7 separate regions of the Mus musculus genome follow, and regions 1, 2, 3, 4, 5 and 6 are each linked to region 7. The links are chromatin contacts, called in public Micro-C and promoter capture Hi-C maps. All regions are on one chromosome and are shown on one strand. The core of a region is the stretch at or near the end of the contact, and the rest is flanking DNA. Distances in the headings are between cores, read along the strand shown.

Region 1 (2,757 bases), core at 117-2,616, 760 kb before region 7:
TACTTAAGGGATCACTGCTGCACACAAATAGGAAAAATGTGGTTCAGCATCCTCCATTTCCTCTTTCTCTTCGTCCCAAAATAGTATCTGTCAAAAAAAAAAAAAACTTACCATGTTTTCAGCCCAGTTATTCCAGTCGAATCCAGTATTCCACAGATCAAATCATGCCCAGTCACTTAGTAACTATATCACCCTAATATAGTTATTCAACATCTGTAAACCTCCATTCTCCTATTTGAAAAAATAAGAATTATAGCAATACTTGTCTCACTGGGGTTTAAAGAACAAACCAAGGAGTAGAAGCGTCCATGACAGCGACCACCATAGGACAGGAACTTAGCTAGCCTGTAGAGACATTTAAGGGTCTTTCCTATTTCTCCAACATGACAATTTCCTCAAGAGGATACTTATAGCTGTTTGATATTTCTGTCTTCTCCATTCCATGAACTAATAAGTGAGGTCCACTGGTTAGGAAGCCCTGTGAAGGTCCTTTTCAGTTGGTGGCTGAGGTTTGTTTATTCTCTCTACAAATGTATTCTCAGTTTGGTTAACATGCTTAGCTGCATGCACTACAACAAGAACAGTACTGGAAACAACAAAAACAAAAGCCATGGCCTCTTCCCTCAAGACGAGCCACTGACTGTCTATTATGAGAAATGGGCCTAAATCAAATAACAAACAAACAAGGACATGCTATTGTTAAAAAATGCTCCACCGGAGATGCCAGTTACAGTAGATTGGCAGCAGTATGAAGAGGTAGTGGAACCTTTTTAAAGGTGTGGACTGGAGGAGAGAGGTATACCATGGAGGACTTTCCCCTTACAGAACTGTAGAACTCTGAGGTGCTACCCATCTCTTACTCTGTTCCCCCGGAACATGATCAGAGGTGTGATTATATATCAGCAATAACCAGCCATCGGAGCCTTAAAAGAATGATTGGAAAATTGATAAGAAAGACATTTGGGGGGAATGTACAATGGTACATCTCTCCTAATGATCAGAGGATATAAAGTTACTTGGGTTCCAGGTGACTGTTATCAACCCCTTCCCTGACAATCTCTGTCATTTCCTAGTGAGCCTAGGAACAAAGTAGCTATGGCAGCCGGGTTGAAAGCAATGCGTACAGCCAGTAACACAGACAGAGAGCAGAGACCAATGCTGAGCAGCCAACGTGGCAGTATGTCCCAGGTGCCTAGCCAGCAGCCTGGTGTCATGTTAACTAACTTTGCCTACTTCCATGAAGAGAAGTGTGACATTTTGTCTTCACTGGCCCAGTTATTCTTTATGTTGCTTTGCCTGACCTGTGTGTAATGCTTCAGCCAAAATAACCACACAGGCTTAACAGGATGTCCTATTTCCCCATCTTACTATTCCACACAGCATTGCTCCTGAAAAAGGAACTTGCTTTACAAAGAAAGAAGTGCAACAGTGAGCCCATGCTCACAGAAGCCACTAGCCTTCCATGCCCCCCACCTTCCTGGAGTAGCTTGCCAAAAAAAAAAAAAAAAACAAAAAAACAAAAAAAAATGAATTGGACTGTGAAAGATAGAGTTAGAATATGGAAAAGTGGCAAGAGCCTGAGGCCTGGGGCAGATTCTTCAAAAGGCTGTATATTCAGCATCCGTATCCTACATGGATTCTGCATCACCATCCCACATGGATTCTGCATCACCATCCCACATGGATTCTGCATCACCATCCCACATGGATTGATTCTGCATCACCATTGTTAGAGACCATACCATGAGAAAGCAAGCCCTTCACAATCTCCCACCCTGACAAGCCAAATGGTCTCGTGCTAGGAGTGGGTCATCACTCCCTTCTCCCTGTTCCCTTCCTGGCACCTCAGGCTAAAAAAGCTGAATTATAGTCCCCTCTTCCTTATCTTTTCCTGACTCTTATGACATCCAAGGACATGAGTTATGCGCTGAGCCCAGCCTGATACCCAAGGCTGTTAAGGAGGATCTATGTTCCAGAGATAAGACACAGAGTGCCCACCACCTGGAGCCTGACTTCTGCCCTCATGTTAGCAGATGCCTACTTCTTTGTTCTCTGTTAATTCCCCCTCCACCCCTCCCTATTCCCCTCGATGTATGCTTTAAAATCCGGCGTCTCAGCCAAATAAACGGAGACCTTGATAGGAAACAATCTACTTGGTCTTCGGCTTTTATTTCTCTTCCATCCCATTTTCTTCCAGGTTTGCAGTCCCCCTCACACCCACGAATAGCTGAGTCCCAAGGGACGGGATACACCATCCTATATCATAGATTCTGCATCTGCCTCCGACATGTGGTACAGTTTCTGATAAAGCCAGGAGGGAAAAAAAAAAAAGAATGACACAACCCATCATCATCCACAGGGACCCATGAACTACTTGTCTACATCTTATTCCCATTAATAAAAGACTTGCCACCTACATGTATTTATTCCAAATGGAGAACTTCTGTCAGGTATATAAGTATTCCACTGAACTAGATGTTAACCAGCTAAGAAAGGAGTGACTTTGCTCCCAGGAGTGACTGTCCAGACTACTAGGGAGAAACTGGACTAATTCTCCCCAAAGAGTATGTCTGGAGTGTAACAGATTTTTCAGAATTTGGCCATGTCTTATGATTAAGATTAGTAGAAGATGACAACCCAATTCAGGTAAGATAATAAATCTACAGTCCTCAGAAATGAATATTTGGGTCTCTATTCGTTGTGACTGATCACTGTTCCAGGTACAGATCCTAGGCCTGCTCAGGTACTTGCTGAGGG
Region 2 (2,752 bases), core at 12-2,511, 670 kb before region 7:
CGCACTCTGCACCTTGGGCATCGCTTCTCCGCCGCGGGCGGAACAGACTCACCTTCCCCAAGTGGAGCAGGACAGAAATAATCCGTCCTTCGAAAATCGTTCAGTCTTTTTTTCCTGATCCCAGGCCAGCACGTTCATCTATCAGGAATGTCGGCTTAAATATGCTCCAGATCATCGCTAAAAATTATTATATCCTTTCCAAACACTATCTGAGCGGTTCTTACACACCCAGCACTGTCCTAAAATGGACTATTCCAGAGGTGGAAGCGCTTCTGAGAAAAGGCATTAACCCCACCCCAGCCCCGTCCTCGTGCCAGATCTTAGGTAAAGCAGACTCCCGACAGGTTGAGCACCGATACAGTCAGTCTAAACTTGCCATAAAGTAATGCTTGCTCGGACCTGTCTTCCTGCGCCAGAGACACTGGAGACCCCACTAGGCACTGAGAAGAGCAGTGGCGGCAAACGCTGTCAGACCAACAGCTTCTTAGTGGGCATCCCTCGGAGTCTTTGTGGATTAGAAACTGTAAGACTTTGAAAACAACCACAGCGTCAGTCTGACTAGCTGTCCCAGGTTCACAAAGTTAAGATGTACACGTGTCTGTCCGAGTACTGTCCCTTGGCAGAAGCACTCTGCCTTACAATTCTGGGATGATCTCTGTGTTGAGTAAGTCTGCTGATGCATGAGGAATCAATCATTAGTTCTGGATACAGAACAGATATGGGGATAGTGAGTTTTCAGGGAAAACAAAAACAAAAACCACGACGTTAAGCGGAATGAGAAACAGAAGAAACGTCCTACCTATACGGAAATTAAACAAACAGGAAGCTAAGATGTAGAAGAGAGATTACAGGGGTGGGTGGATGAAGCCGGTGAAAAGAAGCTGGGTTCAATTAGTGCGCACCAAACCCCAGTAATATATAAAATTAAGACAAAACTGATTGAAGTTTTAAAAATAAAAACACAAAACTATCACGTGTGTGCACGCAGAACCTCCCAGAGAACTACGGAAGGAACTGAGACTGTACTCACAGAGGTCTGAAGGACAATTTCAGCTTTGTTTGGAGTGGCCAGAAGAAACCCAGCTTTGGTAGAAACTTACTGACTTCAGTCTCCTCTGGTGACCCCCCTCTTCTTCTCACTTTTGTATCTTGAAGTGTGTGCCACGCAGTTGTCAAGGGCCACATAATTCCAAACAAGCTGTGTCGCGTAAGCAACAAACATCAGAAGCCATCATCTCCCAGCTTCCGGTCTCTGTCCGCCCAAACCCAAACTCCCAGTCTTCAGCTTGGTGCTTATTCTCTCCCCTCCCCCTCCCTTTGTGTGTGTCTGAGTGGTGTGTGGGGGTGGAGAGCAGAGAGGGAGAAGCAGGAAATTCCTTAAGCAATGTAAGATATTCTTACATAAGATTTCCTAGTCACTGTATAAAATTTACTATACTGTGCACTTACATAACTTACTTTTTAATAAAAGCATTATACTTGCGGGATTTAAACATTTGAGGTGTGGTCCTTCTCAATAAAGGCTTGCCCCATCCTGTGAGCATGAGCAACCGACGTGTCTCTCTCCCTTAGCCATTTTGGTTGTCCCATTTTTTTTACGTTTTGCTAATTATTATACATAATGTTGCCGCGACAATCCTGGCAATGTCTCTTACACGTCTGAGAGAAGCTCCTGGATCATTAGGTAGGTGTGCCCTCGTCTGCGTTGGCAAACCTCTGACTGATTATTCCATGACACCATTCTCTAGAGAAGGATTCTGATGCCCCATGTTCTTGCCAAATATTAAAGGCATCCGAATGTGTCCGATGGCACACTGAGTGTTGGGAAGACAGCTTAGAGACATGAGCCCTTCAACAGCTTGCCACCATGATTTTCTGGTAAATAACATTTTTTTAAAAGAGATATTCAACTATTAGGAAGCACATAAGATATGAAATACAGTTAGGAGACAGGTGGAAAGAATATGATAAGGCACAGCCTTTCTCCTGAGCAGTGGCCTGGAGCCCAACAGGTAGATGTCTGGGGCAAGAGCTCTCTCTTTCTACTTTTTACGTTTTATTTTTACTATGTTTAATTATGTGTGTGCATCTGCACTGGCTATGTGCATGTGACTGCAGGTGACCATAGGGTCCAGAAGAGGGTGTCGGCTCCCTTGGAGCTGGAATTACAGGTGTTTGTGAGTTACCTGATATGGGTTCTGGGGACCAAAGTCTGATCTTCTGCAACAGCCATTTACATCCCTACAGAATGAACCGTCAGTACAAAGTCTCTGAAGGACCGAGTTTGGGACACTCCAAAAAAAAAAACTGAAATGAAGGGAGAGTGATTGCCACACAGCAGAGGGGAGAGCTGGGTAAACTGAAGTATGGAAGTAGGTGTGGCTAGATCACATGGGGCCTGGGAACGACAATACAATGGCTGCCATTATTATAGGCAAAATTAAAAGATATTACAATGTTTAAATCAGGAAAAATATAATCTCACACTAATTCCTCCTCACCCCGGAATTGGTACCCTTACCACTAAAGACAGCCTAAAGCGCAAAGCACTAAGGGAACAGCACAGGTTTTCAAACCAGGTGCACATAGAGCTGAAGAGGAATGGCAGGGTGAAGGCATGGGGGCGGGGGAGTTGCATGGGGAAAGAGTAGATCTAATAATACACAAAGGCAGGGCAAGTCGGTGTGTGCTACTGAGCTCATGGCTGCTGTGTTCCCCTGAGACACAGAGAGTGGGGGTTAGGGCCTAGACC
Region 3 (2,700 bases), core at 67-2,566, 650 kb before region 7:
GTTTCCCTCTATCAAATCTGATCCAAATTACTCTGGAAGGTATATAGACACTAATCACCTTTTTTTTTGGGGGGGGGGGGTTGGTTTTTTTGAGACAGAGTTTCTCTGTGTAGCCCTGGCTGTCCTGGAACTCACTTTGTAGACCAGGCTGGCCTCAGAAATCCACTTGCTTTTGCCTCCCGAGTGCTGGGATTAAAGGCGTGTGCTACCACGCCCAGCACTAATCACCTTTTCTAAAAACACAAAGACAAGACCTTTCTCCCAAATCAGCATATCCTTGAGCCAGTAACCAGAAAATCCTTTATATCGACCTCTCTCCCAGAGGAGTAAAATAACCACAAAACTCATCACACCCATTTTGAAAGTTAAAACAATCCAAAACACATGAAGTAAACTAAAATACTGTATGTGCCTATTCTTAGGCCTTTTCTATTTTGCCAGGCAGCATAATAACCAAGAATTCCCATGGAGCCCACGTTAGACAGAATTTGAGTATCCTGTGAGGCATATTAGAGCAATGTGTGTTTATACCATCTTTAAAACAATCAATTCACACTTGTTTCTGCTTATAAGCAGGCAGCTAGTCAAAGCAGAATTTATACCCAGAATTCCCGTGGAGCCCATGTAAGACAGAATTTGAGTATCCTGTAAGACGTATTAGACGTATTAGAGCAATACCATCTTTCTGTTCAGCTCGCTGCCTAGAGCCATAGACATTATTAATACCTATAATATAATGTATAATATCTATCTGTTGCTCTCTCTACCTGGAGCCACAGACATTGATAATTAATACCTGATCAAAGCAGGCAATGATTATCACTGCTCTCTCTACTGTGACTAATTTTCCCTATCCTAGTTCCAAACCACAGACGAAATTCCCCATGTGATTTGGACAGAATCTGTATATAAATCTATCCTAAAAGCAAATACTCCCAATTTTAAATTCACAGTTCAATCCCTCTGCCTTACAATGTAGGCAACTTCATTCTTCTATCTAACTCAAGGCAGCTTGCAATTCCCCACAGCGGGGAACCTCAGGGCCTGCTTAGTTTCAGTGTCCCCACCCCTTACCCCCCCACCCCGCGCTTGGATCATGTGACTAATCTAGTGCTACCTTTCTCTCACTTAGAAGATGAAACTTTAACTCTCAGGCTACTAATCTTAAATTTCTAGTGGATTCGTACCCAACACTTTGGTTTACCACCTGGTGCAGGAAATATTAAAAAGGACTGGCAAGTTCCCATGCTATACCCAGCTACTCTTTGCCCTGGCGGGCTGGCCAGCTATGAACTGGTGGCACGGCCTGTTCTTATCTCCTGGAGACTCTCTGACTCAAAACTCCAAAGTCTCTCCACCCAGCACACTAAGTTCCCACTGGCGGTTGTTATCATGCTGGCCCCATGCTTCCAATCCCCCATGGCCTTTGTGATGCACATCAGGCAAACCCACACTTTGCTGTTGTACCTTTCTCTCTGAAACCCAGCCAAGTCATTAAAAGAAGAAAAACACCACACAAACTTAGTTCAGAAACAATGGTAACTCAATCTCTGGGAACAACAACTAGAATCCTCATCTTGTAAGCCTTATTAAATCTAATTTCTCCTATGGTGAATCCTGGCAGATTGGCCATAAGCTGGGAGACACTAGTAGCTATGTCTTGTACTCACACTATCTCCATCCAGAAGATTCCAACTCTCTCCTCCTATGTCCTGCTTTTCTTAGTCAGCTTTAGTATTGTTTAGTATTTAACAATATTTCACAATCATTCTCAGGTTTTTGGACTATACCAACTCTCAAAAACCAGTGATCTCAGGGTTCCTTGTTATAAGCGGAGTATTTATGCTTTCTGTGTATAGCCATCTTGTTTGGTCATGTGTTTAAACATATTCATGACGTGCTTGCAATGAAGCAAATATAGGTAGCTATCAGCCAGGAAGAAGAAGAGGAGGAGGAAGAGGAGAAGAAGCAGAAGAAGAGGAGGAGGAAGAACAGGAGAGGAAGAGGAGGAAGAGGAGGAGGAGGAGGAGGAGGAGGAGGAGGAGGAGGAGGAGGAGGAGAACAGCAACAACAGAGTGAAATAGGTAGTATCCTAGCCAAAGAAACTAAGAAGGGTTCCTGTGCCTGGGATACAGGATGCCTCCGAAGTGGTACCCAGACAGAGGCAGGCAGAGTGGGATAGAAAGATCAGAGAATTCAGGACAAGAAGCAAAACAGATAGGAAGTTATTGCTGAAGAAGGGGTGAGGGGTGTTCCAGGCAAAGGAAAGCACACTGGAGTCCACCAGGCTAGGCAGTTTTTAAGTAAGCCTTTGATACTTACCTGGGTATATTAACTGCACATGCGCCGACTCAAAAATATTTGTGTTCTTAACAACACAGATAAACGGATAGCGATAAAACTGGCTTTTAACTTCTGAAATGTTAAGTGTTGTAATGAGTGTGTATTTTCTTTTGGTTGAAGGATGTTCCACACTGTTCAAGAGAAGGGGGTGAGGAGGGGGTTAATACAACAGAGTTGGCAAGATGCTTCAACACAGAATCAGACCTGCAGGCCCAGTTAACTGCTTTATTTGTATCATACATCACAGCTCAAATAATCACTGTCCCAGATCATGTGGATAACAGCTTGTCGTCAAGACAAATCTGAAACTGTATAACCTCAAGGTGAGAAACACTCAGTAGCAAAGAAATCAACATG
Region 4 (2,700 bases), core at 111-2,610, 810 kb after region 7:
ATGGTCGTTCTCAGTAAAATGACAACCATAGACTTATGAACTAACTAGGTGCTTGATAAGTCAAAGACTCTGGTTGATTAATAGAAGCATGGCATTTTTAAAAGGAATCCCTCACCCTTTTGGAATCATGCCCCAAGTTATTACCAGATCAATAAGACAGTCTGCCTGTTGTCCAGGGAGGCAGAGAAGTAGGAGAAGCCATGAGTTACTGAAGCTGCAGATGGACCAATGAGACTTCACTATCCATGTACTCTCTGCTCTAGTCTTGTGGAGGGGTCCCTGCAGGCTTTACAGCAGGCAAGGAAGATGATCAGGGGGTGGGAAGAGTGAAACTCAGCTTAGCTCCATTTTTTAATACCCACTTCCCTTTCTTTGTTGGGATTATCGAATCCCCTGCAATAACACAAACCAGACGCTTCTGAGGTAGAAGACCTAGTCCTACCCACAGACCTGAAGGTTTGCCAGACAAACTCAGATTCTAGAGTCCGGATCCCACCCACTAGGAGTCTGTTTCTTTCTGGGCTTCGAGGTATGCACCTGCTTTTGCCTTCAAGGGAACCTGGCTGGGCCTGAGATCTCTGGCTTTCCCTGCCTTTTTTATTTTTTATTTTTTAATCCACAGAGACAGTGAATCAGCTCTTGCTACCCCAGTGGACCTCATCAAGACAACATTGCTTTCATTTTTTGAAGTTTGAACTTAAGCGCTTTCATATTATCTGCTTGTGCATGGGAAATATCCGCGTGCTTCGGTTTTTGTTAAGTGACAATAAACTATTTGCAGTTTCCAGAGTATTTAACTACAGAGGGGCTTCCCAACCATCAGGAGTCAGTTTCCTTGGTTACCTTTGTCTGACTGCTCACCTGCCTGGTATCAAGACCATCACCAGAATGAAGATGTATCACCCCTAAGGATTTCCTCACGTAACATTGTATGCATGTCCTTTCTTCCAGCTCCATATGACTTCCAATCTGTTTATTATTGTGGTTTCATTTGTATTCCAAAACGTCTAATGTAAACTGGATAATTTATATGTATGTATGTAAATAATCTTCATTGTCTGGATTCTTGTGTCTCTGGGGAGCACTGGATGTCTTTTGCACGACCTTATTATCTTAGGGATGATCTAAGGGCTTGGAAACTTTGCCTTCTTTGCCTTCTAGAAGCCTAGGGTCATCTATGCAGCATGGCCTTGCGGAAGCAGCAGGTACCTAAATGCAGGAGAGCTGGGTGGAGGGTCACGAGGACACTGGGATGCTCAGCTCCAGCCTGCGCAACGACTCCGCAGCGGCGGGAAGAGCATGCGCACGCACACGCGCGGGGCCGCCTGCGGGGAGCAGAAAAAAAAAAAAAAAAGGTTCAATCAGGACGCCGGCGCTGTGAGGTGGTCGCCACGCTCCCACGGTCACTTGGCTGACGTGAGCCACTGGGGCGCGCACTGGGACGCGCACGGCGCCTCGCACGAGCCGGGGCTGGGCCGCGTGCGCTGCGCTGCGCTTCCTCCGGGCCCGTCTCGCGTGGTCCCCACGGCTGGCAGCACCCGGTCCGCCGACGCGCGTGGCTGACGGTGAAGAGGGCAGAAGCCGCGCTCCGGCTGCCAAGAATCCCCGTCTCTGCACCATGAGTCCCGAGCCCGCGCCTCCGGAGCCGCAGGGCGTGCGCCGCAGCCTCGAGGAGCCCCCGGAGGAGCCCCAGGGACAGGGCTCCGCGGCCTTCCTCGCTGGCGACTACGAAGTGGCGGCCGAGCTCTTCCGCTCGCTGCTGGCCGGCCTGGCGCAGCCGGAGCGCGGCCTGTGCTTGCAGCTGGGGGAAGCGCTGGCCCGCGCAGGCCGCCTGCCCGAGGCCATCGGCGCGTTCCGCGGCGCTGCGCTGCTCGGCCCGCTGCAGCCGGGAGAGCTCTCGGAGCTGGCGAGCGGCCTGGCGCGCGCCCTGGGCCTGCGCGAGAAACGGCCGCCTGTGGCGGCGAGGCCCAGCGGCTGCGCGTCCGGGGCCCCGGGGCCCGTGGCGCCGCGCGACCTGCTGGGCTGTCCGCGCTGCGGGCGGCTGCTCTACAAGCCGGTGACGTTGTCCAGCGGGCTCACGGTGTGCAAGCGCTGCGTGGAGCAGGTGCCGGTGCGGGCGCAGGCCCGGCGCGTGAACGTGATGCTGAGCGGGCTGCTGGAGAGGTGCTTCCCTGCCGAGTGTCGCCTGCGCAGGCTGGCGTGCCAGGCGCGGGGGCTGCATCGCCAGCAGCAGCCCGAGGCCGCGCTGCTCAGGTGCCAGCAGGCCCTGGACATGGGTGAGTCAGCCTCGAGGGTGACCACGGGGCTGGGCGGTGGCCGGTGGCCTTTTAATTTCAGCGGTAGTAAGGTGTACAGCCTCACCCTGCAGGGTGGCCAGTGTCATACAACAGGTGCACCGCGCTGTGGCTTTCCCAGGGCTGCAGTGCATTCTGTAAAGCAGTGTAGCGTAAGCCGCGTAGTGTAATGAGTCTTATGGTAGATATGTTGAGCAGAGTGACCAGAAGCCAATGATATTTTATTTTAACAGTGGTTTCACTCTGTATCCTTATGTGTCTTATGTATTTAAAAGATCAATCTTTTACTTTATTTTTATTTTATTTATTTTTTATGGTCTGTTGTGGTTTTTTCCCCCCATTCACTGCACTCCAGAGGTCAAGGTCAGGCAGGACATTTTCATTTGAAGACCTTCACCTGTGTTTA
Region 5 (2,856 bases), core at 288-2,787, 930 kb before region 7:
CCTAGAATGTGTTTTCTTGGGCCTGTGTTTCACCATTCCAGTCTTGTTTCCTTGAACTGGGAGCTCCCTGAAATGGATCCAGTGTCTGCCTGCCTTAAGGCAAAGTAGACCTGTGGGGCTGTGGCAGGAACAGGCCACAGGCTCGTCACATTGCAGTGAAAAGGACTTGGTGCATTTTACACTTTGAAACACCTGCCCACTATCATGAAGGGCAGCAGAGTTGCAGAGGCAGTTACTTTCAACTCTTACAATTCCAGTGTTTCAAAGGGAAATGCAAAGAAACAACATCCCATCCCCAGAAGTGGAAGATTCCATTTCATTTCAATGTTATTCTTCCAGATGTTTCCAGGAACAGTTCCCATAATATTCTAAGAAGAAAAAGAACTTGCAAAGTCAGAAGTGACTTTAATTATTTTTGTTGTATAATATCTGTGTAAGCAAACTGCTAGAGATGTCTCCCAACTAACAAAATTACAGTTCTGTGGCTAGGAATGAGTAAAAGACTATGTTAGAAAATAAATGTTATCTACAGGGGAACACCAGGGCCAAGAAGTGGGAGTGGGTGGGTAGGGGAGCAGGGTTGGGGGAAGGTATAGGGGACTTTCAGGATAGCATTTGAAATGTAAATGAAGAAAATACCTAATAAAAAGGGGGGGGAAGGGGAATGTTATGTAGTCTTCAGTATTTCCTGAATACTGTACACTTTACATTTTATATTCTTTTAAACATATAGCATAAGATTTTTATATGACAAAGAAAACACATGGTTATCTTTTTGAAATATGAAGTCAAAACCATGCAGGACCTGGAAGTATGCGTTTAAATTTCAAACACAATCCTGAAACATTAAACAGCCACACTTCAGGGAAATGCGCACTACAAGTAGCAGTTACTGTCTACTTAACTCATCGTAGTCTGTCATGTAAGAGATGTTCATACATGACAACTCAGGTAAGAAACAATCCTCCCTCAACCTGTGCTAGAGGACTTACCTATCTTGGCAAGAGATGCGAGCAGTATCCAGAGGGTGACTTCATAAGGGATTTGAACATAGTCATAATCCAGTTCAAAAACAGATATCCCTTCATCGGGGTCTGAGCTAGAAGCAGCAAACCGAGCATCAGGTGCCTGCTGGGCAGTGGGATTGGAGGACTCATTAACATACGATGTTGCTTCGGAACGTGTAAGGACCGCCAGCAGTAGTAACCAGTTCCATAAACGAAAAGCCATAAACATTGCAGGACCCATGCCTGTGCGACTCTGACTTCGCACCTGGGTCCTGATGTATGCCACGCCTCTGCGGCACAGGTGAGTTTCCAGCTGCACTATCTGACCGAGAGGCAATCTATTTGCAATCCAGAAGTCATTTCCAAAGAGGTCCGGTGCGATGACTCTGCAGGTGCGTCCTTTCAAATCTTCTTAAAATCTACTGTGTTCAGGCAGCTCAGTTCTGGGCTCAAAGAGATATCTATAAAGAGAAATCAATCCCTCTTCATTCGAAACTGTTTCCTCATTCTCTGAACACTGGCTTCATCTTGTGAGTGTAAATTGGGAAGAGACTCATTCCGAGAAACACTGAAGTCCTTTATAAGGAAAGGATTCCTTTCTGCCCTGTTGGATCCCAGGAAGGAGCCACCTGTCCCACACCTGAGCCTCCTCACCTCCCGAGATTCTGTCTCACCTGTTTTGAACCGGTCAAAGCCGCAGGTAGCTTTTGAACCACACTTTAATTATTTGCTTTGATTTGACTTTTGTAATGAAATGCTTGTTCCGAAGGTTCTTGGCAGGCTACACTACTGACACCTAGTGGGCACCTGCAACATATCAGCCTTTGTGGCTGATAAGGACCAAGTTGCTGTCTGTTGGGTTAGCGCTCAAACCAAAGTATTTTTGAGGATGAAGAGCTGTTAGGAATTGCGCCAGGCCATGAGGACGAAATAGCACTGTCCTGGAAGACCCATAAGACTGTCTTCACAGACAAGGGAGGAGGAAGTGGCAAAGCAATGAAGATAATGAATACTTGATTTCCTGGCCAATAAATTATGGAAGAAACAAAGCTCCAGCTTTCTCTAAGCTCCACAGTGAGTTTCTCAAAGGGAAGAAACCAAAATGAGAAACTTCATGAATGTGTCTGAAAACTCAGTTGGAAAAATGTTCTCAAATACTCAAACCCAGTAGCTAACCATTGTGCCATTGTGCTCTGTCTGTACAAAAGAAGTGTCTACACAGCCTAGCTATGAGGTCCAGAATGGATTTTGTCAAAGGTTCTTTATCTGGAAGTGGGTAGTTGCATTGGGCCAGTGGAGCAGATAGGACAGTAAATAAAATTGAGAAGAAGAGGAGGAGGAGAAGGAGGAGGAAGAGGAGGAGGGGAGAGAAGGAACTTCAAAAGGCCCAAATTGCCTACAGATTTAATGTGTATTTTTCTAAAGACAACTGAAGCAAGGATGTAAAAACAACTAACGAGCTCTGCTTGAGGCCACAGCATCACTTTGAACTTTACCACGTCATCTCCCTTCCTTGTCAATTGCACCTTACAAAACCACCTTTTGATCCACTTACAAATGGAAATTATTTTTTTAAAGACTATTTATTTTATGTATATGAGTACACTATAGCTGTCTACAGACACAACAGAAGAGGGCATCAGATCCCATTACAGATGGTTGTGAGTCACCATATGGTTGCTGGGATTTGAACTCAGGACCTCTGGAAGAGCAGTCAGTGCTCTTAACCCCTGAGCTATCTCTCCAGCCTGGAAATCCTTTAAGACAGAAGATAGAAAGTAACAGCATGGAACGTAAATAGAACAACAACAGCATGGTCAGAGGGATGGGTTAGTTTTACAAATAGCCA
Region 6 (2,700 bases), core at 41-2,540, 830 kb before region 7:
GGTTTTGGATATTTCCTTACAGTTCTGGTTTTGTCAAGGCAAGTTAAAAATACTTTAAGACACTAAAGGCAGCATAGTTTTAATTGTTCACATCCCTAATGCTTAAGATCTTTAGAGACAAAGGGAAACACAACAGATGACCAGCAATCCCTAAGTATGTGTCCCAGCAACTCACCCTTGCTTCCACTAGAGCAGTAAAGCACCCTGTTACCATTGCCATGGATGAAGAGAGGGCTCTTACCACCCCATCACCTGGTGTTCACACACATACAGAGAGAGAGAGAGAGAGAGAGAGAGAGAGAGAGAGACAGACAGAGAGAGAGAGAGGGAGAGAGAGAGAGAGAGAGAGAGAGAGAGAGAGAGAGAGAGAGCAACAGAAACAGAGACAGAATACTAAATAACAAAATAACTGCTTAGGTGAAGACTATCCATGAAACACACCTCTACTACATGACATACTTTGGTTCCAGTTCTGTGTGTAAGGGGAGGGTCAAAGGGAATACGGGCAGAATGACTCAGAGGACTAAGTAGAGAGTGCCTGCTCTGGATTCTTGATGTCCTGTACCAAAAGGTATAGATGGCCAGACCCATGGGCATACTTCAATCTTTCTTTTTCTCTCCACATGTCACAGTAACCAATAATAACATAATAAAGCCACGGTCTCCAAATCAGCACTCAATCAGCCTGTGGTAGGTCCTGGCCAATGTGGGAACTATCAGAAAAAGGAGATCTGAAACACTAACTTTGACCATGTGTCTCTGTTCTTCCACATTCCAATAACAAGGAGAACCTAATGCTTATAGACTTTGCCTTTTGCTGGCCATTTCTGGTGGCCTCTGTAGCTAGACCCAGGCAGTTATCCAAATATCTTGCAAAGTGCCCATGTGTGCCTCATATCTGCAAAGTGTTTCTGAGTATAAGGAGCATTTTATAAACCCAAGCAAATTCTTTTTAACATATACAAAATGCTAGAGGTCTTCATTTTTGGTTCCAATCAGACATTTCCTAATTCACCTGCCTTGTACCTCAGGAAGATCACAGACAGCTCACAGTCTGCGCATGCTTGACCTTCTGGTCAGCTGCTCAGCCACACACAGACCCAGAAATATGCATTTCCTAAATTTAGGTATTTGTGTATTGGGGCTTTCTTTAAAACGCAGAAACCAAGACTCCCTAATTTACATGTACTGCAAAATGTGTATATTTAACAGGAAAAGAAGGCAGGTAAACTCAAGCCTGAGTCATATGTTTTGAAAACATTTCAGATAGGAAGTTCCCCTGACACCTCGCATATCAAGACATGACAGAAAGAGCTACAAACACGCCCCAAGGAAACCGCCAGTGGCTTGGCTTCCACAAGTTCTGCTGTTCGGCTTTTGACAGAGTCAGCAGTTCAGGTTTCCTCTTCCACAGATATGATACAGGTCATGTTACATGTGTGCATGAAAGTGAATGTATATACTGTTTTATACATGCTAAACATGGAATTCAAGTGTGAACGTCTCCTCCATAGCATCTTCTTAAAAAGCTCTTACAACTTACTAAGGGAAAGGCCCACCAAGGAGGCAAACAGAAACCACACAGGCTATTCCCAAAAGAAGCTCTATTAGGACGCAGTCCCCACATTTAACTTAGAGTCGTTACGAGAACGACAGGGAGACATACCAAGTTTTTGAAATGCTTGATGTCAAATGTTTAACCTCCCAAAAGTATTATTTCTCATGTTAGGGAAACGTGATGAAAGCAGGTAGAGAGTAGGGTAATCAATTAGCCTCTCTCTGCTCCAGTCAGCCTATATGTGGGGATTTCCTTGAACAATTAACCACATTATTATAGTATTAATCATAAATCACCCAAGGATCTATACAAAATCATCCATTATAATCTGTAAATAACTGAAGGACCTAGGAAAGTTACACATGTCTAAACAGAATGAGGTCCATTAGGTTAAATTAAGTTCATACAAAATGCAGCTCAGGTTTGAAAGAAGGTTGTTCAGAATAAGGTATGGATGAGTAATCATCACATCGCTTCAGTTAGAGAGAGAAAAAAAAAAGGCAGGCAACAGAACACACTACTTCTAAGGACAGATGTTCACCTGGTGACAAAAGAAGCACAGCTGAGAGATTAGTTAAATAGAAGGACAATGAAAGAAGAAGAGTAGAAGCAGTCGCTGTGTACTGAACACCGACTACCACGCTACCCACATTGCATACATTAGCTCTTTATAATACCCATATGGAACACTTTCTCACACAGGCCAAGCAAGCAAGCCATGTGGACTTGGACCACTTGTTTTAGTGGAGGCCAAAATGGTCCACAGTCTTCATATTCTCCACATGGAATGTTATCTTTCTTATTGAGCCTTAAGTGGAGATATTGTCAACATGTTACCTTATACAGCCATGTGTCCTGGATCAGCTCTTCATAGTTAGGATTCTTACAAGTGATATGCAGAGATTTGTTAACTTCAACATCTCTGCTTGTCACGAGCTTGTCAGAGAAACAGCTGTGTTTGTTTCTTTTGGTGACATTTAAGGTCCAATTGCGACGATCATTTCTAAGAAACAAAGGTACAGAGGGATTTTATAACAAGTAAAGAGATTCTGCAACTACTTCTAATCTTCTGATTTACCCTAATTTCTATATGAAGAGATTTAATCATTGATGTGTAAGTTCTTCTCCGCCACCCCTCAGTT
Region 7 (2,700 bases), core at 99-2,598:
CTGAGGTTCTACAGCTGAACTCATTCCAGCAGAGGAGGCACATGCCTCTGCCATAGCTGGCCAACTCAGGCATGAGGAAAGAGAAGGTGGATTGATCCTGCCGTGAGAGCCACAGAGGAACTGAGATTACCATCTGCAGGTCCTCTCCCCACACTGACATATCAGTTCAATCCCTTTTCCTTTCCTGAGGTTGAAACATTCATCGTCTTTTTCCTCTGAGGATAAGCTCTCCCCTGAAACTAGAGATGTCAGGCTTGACACCCAAACCCCGGTGGGGGAGATGTAACCGTCCCCATTTTGTAGAGGCAACAGTGACATGCCACTATCCCACAATCAGAACATGATAGGACAAGATCTGGATTATTTTTAATTTGTATTTCAGGGAGGAGGAGTTGTTGGTTTTTATGGTGGATCTTGAGGTGGTGTCTCATGTAGTCTAGGCTGGTCTCAAATTTGCTTACCTAGCTAAGTCTGACCTTGAACTCCTGAATCTCCTGCCTCCACCTGTCGAGTGCTAGGATAGATAACAGGTGTGTGCCATCATACCTGGCTGCAGTGTGTAGTATTTCCATGACTCCCCATTGTGCCTCTCAAGACCATGGAACACATCTTTCCCCTAAACAGGGGATAAGAGGGTCTGTGAAGCTGGGGAGAGAGCAGCAGCCGATAACAGCAGAAGCCATGAGAGTAAACAAGATGTCTTGGGGAGAAACTGAAGACACCATCAATGTTTCAAAGCAGACGGAGAGCAGAGAAGGGGTTGTGGGGTGGGGGGTGGGGAGGGGAGAGAGAGAGAAAGAGCAGCCAGGGGCATCCAGGGAGAGACAAGAAGTTCCCATGCAAAGAGAAAGAGACCAGCTGTGTTCACAGCTGACATCCAGGCATCCAGGAAGAGTCACAGGAGTTTCACAGCAGGGCACAGTGAAGACATGTAGGAAAAACTCAAATCCCATTTCAAGATACTTTCTTATAGAACCAGTTAGTGCAGGACTCTTGCATTTTAGGAATATAAGCGATAGAAAATATTCCATGGTGGGACAAAGACTGGATATCATAAGAACAGGTAAGAAATTATAATTACTTTGAAGTTATTTTGATATCTATTAAACTTCTTACTGGAACAAGATGGTTTTTAAAATACGCTATTAAGCCGGGCAGAGGTGGCACACGCCTTTAATCCCAGCATTTGGGAGGCAGAGGCAGGCAGATTTCTGAGTTCGAGGCTAGCCTGGTCTACAGAGTGAGTTCCAGGACAGCCAGGGATATACAGAGAAACCCCGTCTCGAAAAAAAACAAAAACAAAAACAAAAAAACAAAAAAAAAAAACAAAAAACAAAAAACAAAACAAAACACCCAACAACAATAAAGTTCTATTAGTCTGTGTCGCTAACCGCAGGACACTGCTGACTGGGTGAGTGATGGAAGATGTGGGTGTATTGTGGTTCCCGGTTCTGCGGAGGTGATGGGGTGCAATAACTGAGCCTGGTGATGCCCTTCTTGTTGGCTCAGAGAAGTTAATCAGCTTGGTAGAGTCGCACAGCTGACGAGCGGAGGAGTGCATTGAGCCTGAGCTGTGAACGCCCACCCTCTGGCTGCAAAACGCTTGCCATCCTGCGGAAAACCAAGACACGCGTGGACTCTGCGCCCAGCAGCGGCGGTGGACGCAGGGGACTCTGGTCGTGCAGCAGACTTCGCTTCTTACGGGAGTGTAAGGCAATAGGGAACCCCGGCCCCCGGACTGATTGGAGACCCTCAACCCGGGAATCCTATCACGAGGAGAAGGGTTCCGACGCACGCTCCGCCGCAGGGGGGCGCCCCTGGCTGGCCGCTGCTTGGTCAGTGGTCCCCGCCACAGGGCGCGTCGCCTCCAAGAAGATGTCGCTGTCCGGCAGGGAGCGTCCTGCTTGGCCAGGGAGTCGCCTGTCCTGGTTGCTATGCTGCAGCGCCCTGTTGTCCCCAGCCGCCGGCTACGTGATCGTGAGCTCCGTGTCCTGGGCTGTCACCAACGAGGTAGATGAGGAGCTGGACAGTGCATCCACTGAGGAGGCGCTGCCCGCGCTGCTGGAGGACTCGAGTAGCATCTGGCAGCAGAGCTTTCCGGCCTCGGCGCACAAGGAGGACACGCACCTGCGACCTCGGGGCTCCGCCCGCGCCAGGCCCGCACCGGCCGCGCGTGGCATGTTCTCCTACCGGCGGGAGAGCGGCTCATCTGAGGCATCCCCTGGCCCCAGGGTGCATGCCGGCACCGCCCGCTCCCTAGCCCACGCTAGCTCCTGGGGCTGTCTGGCCACTGTGTCCACCCACGAAAAGGTAAGCCAGAGGTCGGGACGCGGGGGCGGTGCGCGTCTCCCTTCCAGGACGCAGGGCGACTCCGGTTTCACAGGTTCATAGGCTGTGAATGCCCTGTGAATAACGGAACCAGCGTGTGCATGGGTCGGTCCATCTGGCCAAGTGCATGTGAGTGGGGAGGAAGGAGAAGCTGGGAAACAGTCTCGTGGTTAGTGATTGAATCCCTGTGTACTAAAATGGCCAAAGAGATGATCAGATAAACAGTGACAAGCTGGAAACCTGGAACGTAGGCAGGATCGCTTTTGGAATCACAGATGAGGCGCATCCAGCTCCCAGCTCCCTGCAGGCTCCGACAGTCCTGCAGACAGACTCTGGCACCGCCTCCCACACCAAGTGGGTGTGGAAGAGGAA

The links. Promoter capture Hi-C pulls out the DNA fragments that hold promoters and counts their contacts. Hi-C and Micro-C count contacts between places; a contact is called where the count stands out from the background.
Region 1: a contact with region 7 is called in a promoter capture Hi-C map of the HPC-7 cell line, with 2.8 times the contacts expected there. The contact joins the enhancer-like site here to the promoter of D930019O06Rik in region 7. A contact is called at or near these places in 17 of 39 promoter capture datasets (the 3T3-L1 cell line, 3T3-L1-derived adipocytes, the C10 cell line and 11 more) and 1 of 115 datasets of contacts at active chromatin or transcription factors (craniofacial prominence).
Region 2: a promoter capture Hi-C map of embryonic stem cells shows a contact between it and region 7, with 4 times the contacts expected there. The contact joins the promoter of Il1rl2 here to the promoter of D930019O06Rik in region 7. A contact is called at or near these places in 21 of 39 promoter capture datasets (the 3T3-L1 cell line, 3T3-L1-derived adipocytes, the C10 cell line and 13 more), 1 of 115 datasets of contacts at active chromatin or transcription factors (bone marrow-derived macrophages) and 2 of 9 other capture datasets (adipose tissue and embryonic stem cells).
Region 3: a Micro-C map of embryonic stem cells shows a contact between it and region 7, with 4 times the contacts expected there. The contact joins the enhancer-like site here to the promoter of D930019O06Rik in region 7. A contact is called at or near these places in 7 of 39 promoter capture datasets (3T3-L1-derived adipocytes, frontonasal cranial neural crest, hippocampal neurons and 3 more), 1 of 484 Hi-C or Micro-C datasets (embryonic stem cells), 1 of 115 datasets of contacts at active chromatin or transcription factors (embryonic stem cells) and 1 of 9 other capture datasets (embryonic stem cells).
Region 4: a contact with region 7 is called in a promoter capture Hi-C map of hippocampal neurons, with 5 times the contacts expected there. The contact joins the promoter of Lonrf2 here to the promoter of D930019O06Rik in region 7.
Region 5: a contact with region 7 is called in a promoter capture Hi-C map of hematopoietic stem and progenitor cells, with 4 times the contacts expected there. The contact joins the promoter of Slc9a4 here to the promoter of D930019O06Rik in region 7. A contact is called at or near these places in 11 of 39 promoter capture datasets (the 3T3-L1 cell line, 3T3-L1-derived adipocytes, the HPC-7 cell line and 7 more) and 2 of 9 other capture datasets (adipose tissue and liver).
Region 6: a contact with region 7 is called in a promoter capture Hi-C map of the HPC-7 cell line, with 4 times the contacts expected there. The contact joins the enhancer-like site here to the promoter of D930019O06Rik in region 7. A contact is called at or near these places in 10 of 39 promoter capture datasets (the 3T3-L1 cell line, 3T3-L1-derived adipocytes, the C10 cell line and 6 more) and 2 of 9 other capture datasets (adipose tissue and liver).

The regions. Positions count from the first base shown.
Region 1 is chr1:40,408,695-40,411,451 of GRCm38.p6, reverse strand. It overlaps a transcript of Il1rl1 not described here. Among named protein-coding and RNA genes, the nearest start is that of Il1rl1, 30 kb to the left of the region's middle. Within about 2 kb of position 1,366, at least 27 of the 459 cell types and tissues checked have an H3K27ac peak or open chromatin away from gene starts, as enhancers often do. A contact at or near this core is called in the HPC-7 cell line, where this site is marked.
Region 2 is chr1:40,323,098-40,325,849 of GRCm38.p6, reverse strand. It overlaps Il1rl2 (interleukin 1 receptor-like 2), which reads right to left and starts at 1,261. Exons shown (of 11, transcript NM_001356478.1): 1 at 1,101-1,261.
Region 3 is chr1:40,302,052-40,304,751 of GRCm38.p6, reverse strand. It overlaps Il1r1 (interleukin 1 receptor, type I), which reads right to left. Exons shown (of 11, transcript NM_001123382.1): 8 at 2,323-2,474. Among named protein-coding and RNA genes, the nearest start is that of Il1rl2, 21 kb to the left of the region's middle. Within about 2 kb of position 1,316, at least 9 of the 459 cell types and tissues checked have an H3K27ac peak or open chromatin away from gene starts, as enhancers often do. A contact at or near this core is called in embryonic stem cells, where this site is marked.
Region 4 is chr1:38,835,347-38,838,046 of GRCm38.p6, reverse strand. It overlaps Lonrf2 (LON peptidase N-terminal domain and ring finger 2), which reads left to right and starts at 1,360. Exons shown (of 12, transcript NM_001029878.2): 1 at 1,360-2,276. The coding sequence starts at 1,619.
Region 5 is chr1:40,578,908-40,581,763 of GRCm38.p6, reverse strand. It overlaps Slc9a4 (solute carrier family 9 (sodium/hydrogen exchanger), member 4), which reads right to left and starts at 1,537. Exons shown (of 12, transcript NM_177084.3): 1 at 993-1,537. The coding sequence starts at 1,248. Gm35801 (predicted gene, 35801) reads left to right here and starts at 1,102. Exons shown (of 2, transcript NR_168311.1): 1 at 1,102-1,308.
Region 6 is chr1:40,478,246-40,480,945 of GRCm38.p6, reverse strand. Il18r1 (interleukin 18 receptor 1) reads right to left here. Exons shown (of 11, transcript NM_008365.2): 4 at 2,396-2,561; 5 at 1-24. Among named protein-coding and RNA genes, the nearest start is that of Il18r1, 14 kb to the right of the region's middle. Within about 2 kb of position 1,290, at least 45 of the 459 cell types and tissues checked have an H3K27ac peak or open chromatin away from gene starts, as enhancers often do. A contact at or near this core is called in the HPC-7 cell line and hematopoietic stem and progenitor cells, where this site is marked.
Region 7 is chr1:39,650,116-39,652,815 of GRCm38.p6, reverse strand. D930019O06Rik (a long non-coding RNA gene) reads right to left here and starts at 1,348. Exons shown (of 2, transcript XR_001778897.2): 1 at 547-1,348. Creg2 (cellular repressor of E1A-stimulated genes 2) reads left to right here and starts at 1,634. Exons shown (of 4, transcript NM_170597.4): 1 at 1,634-2,310. The coding sequence starts at 1,876.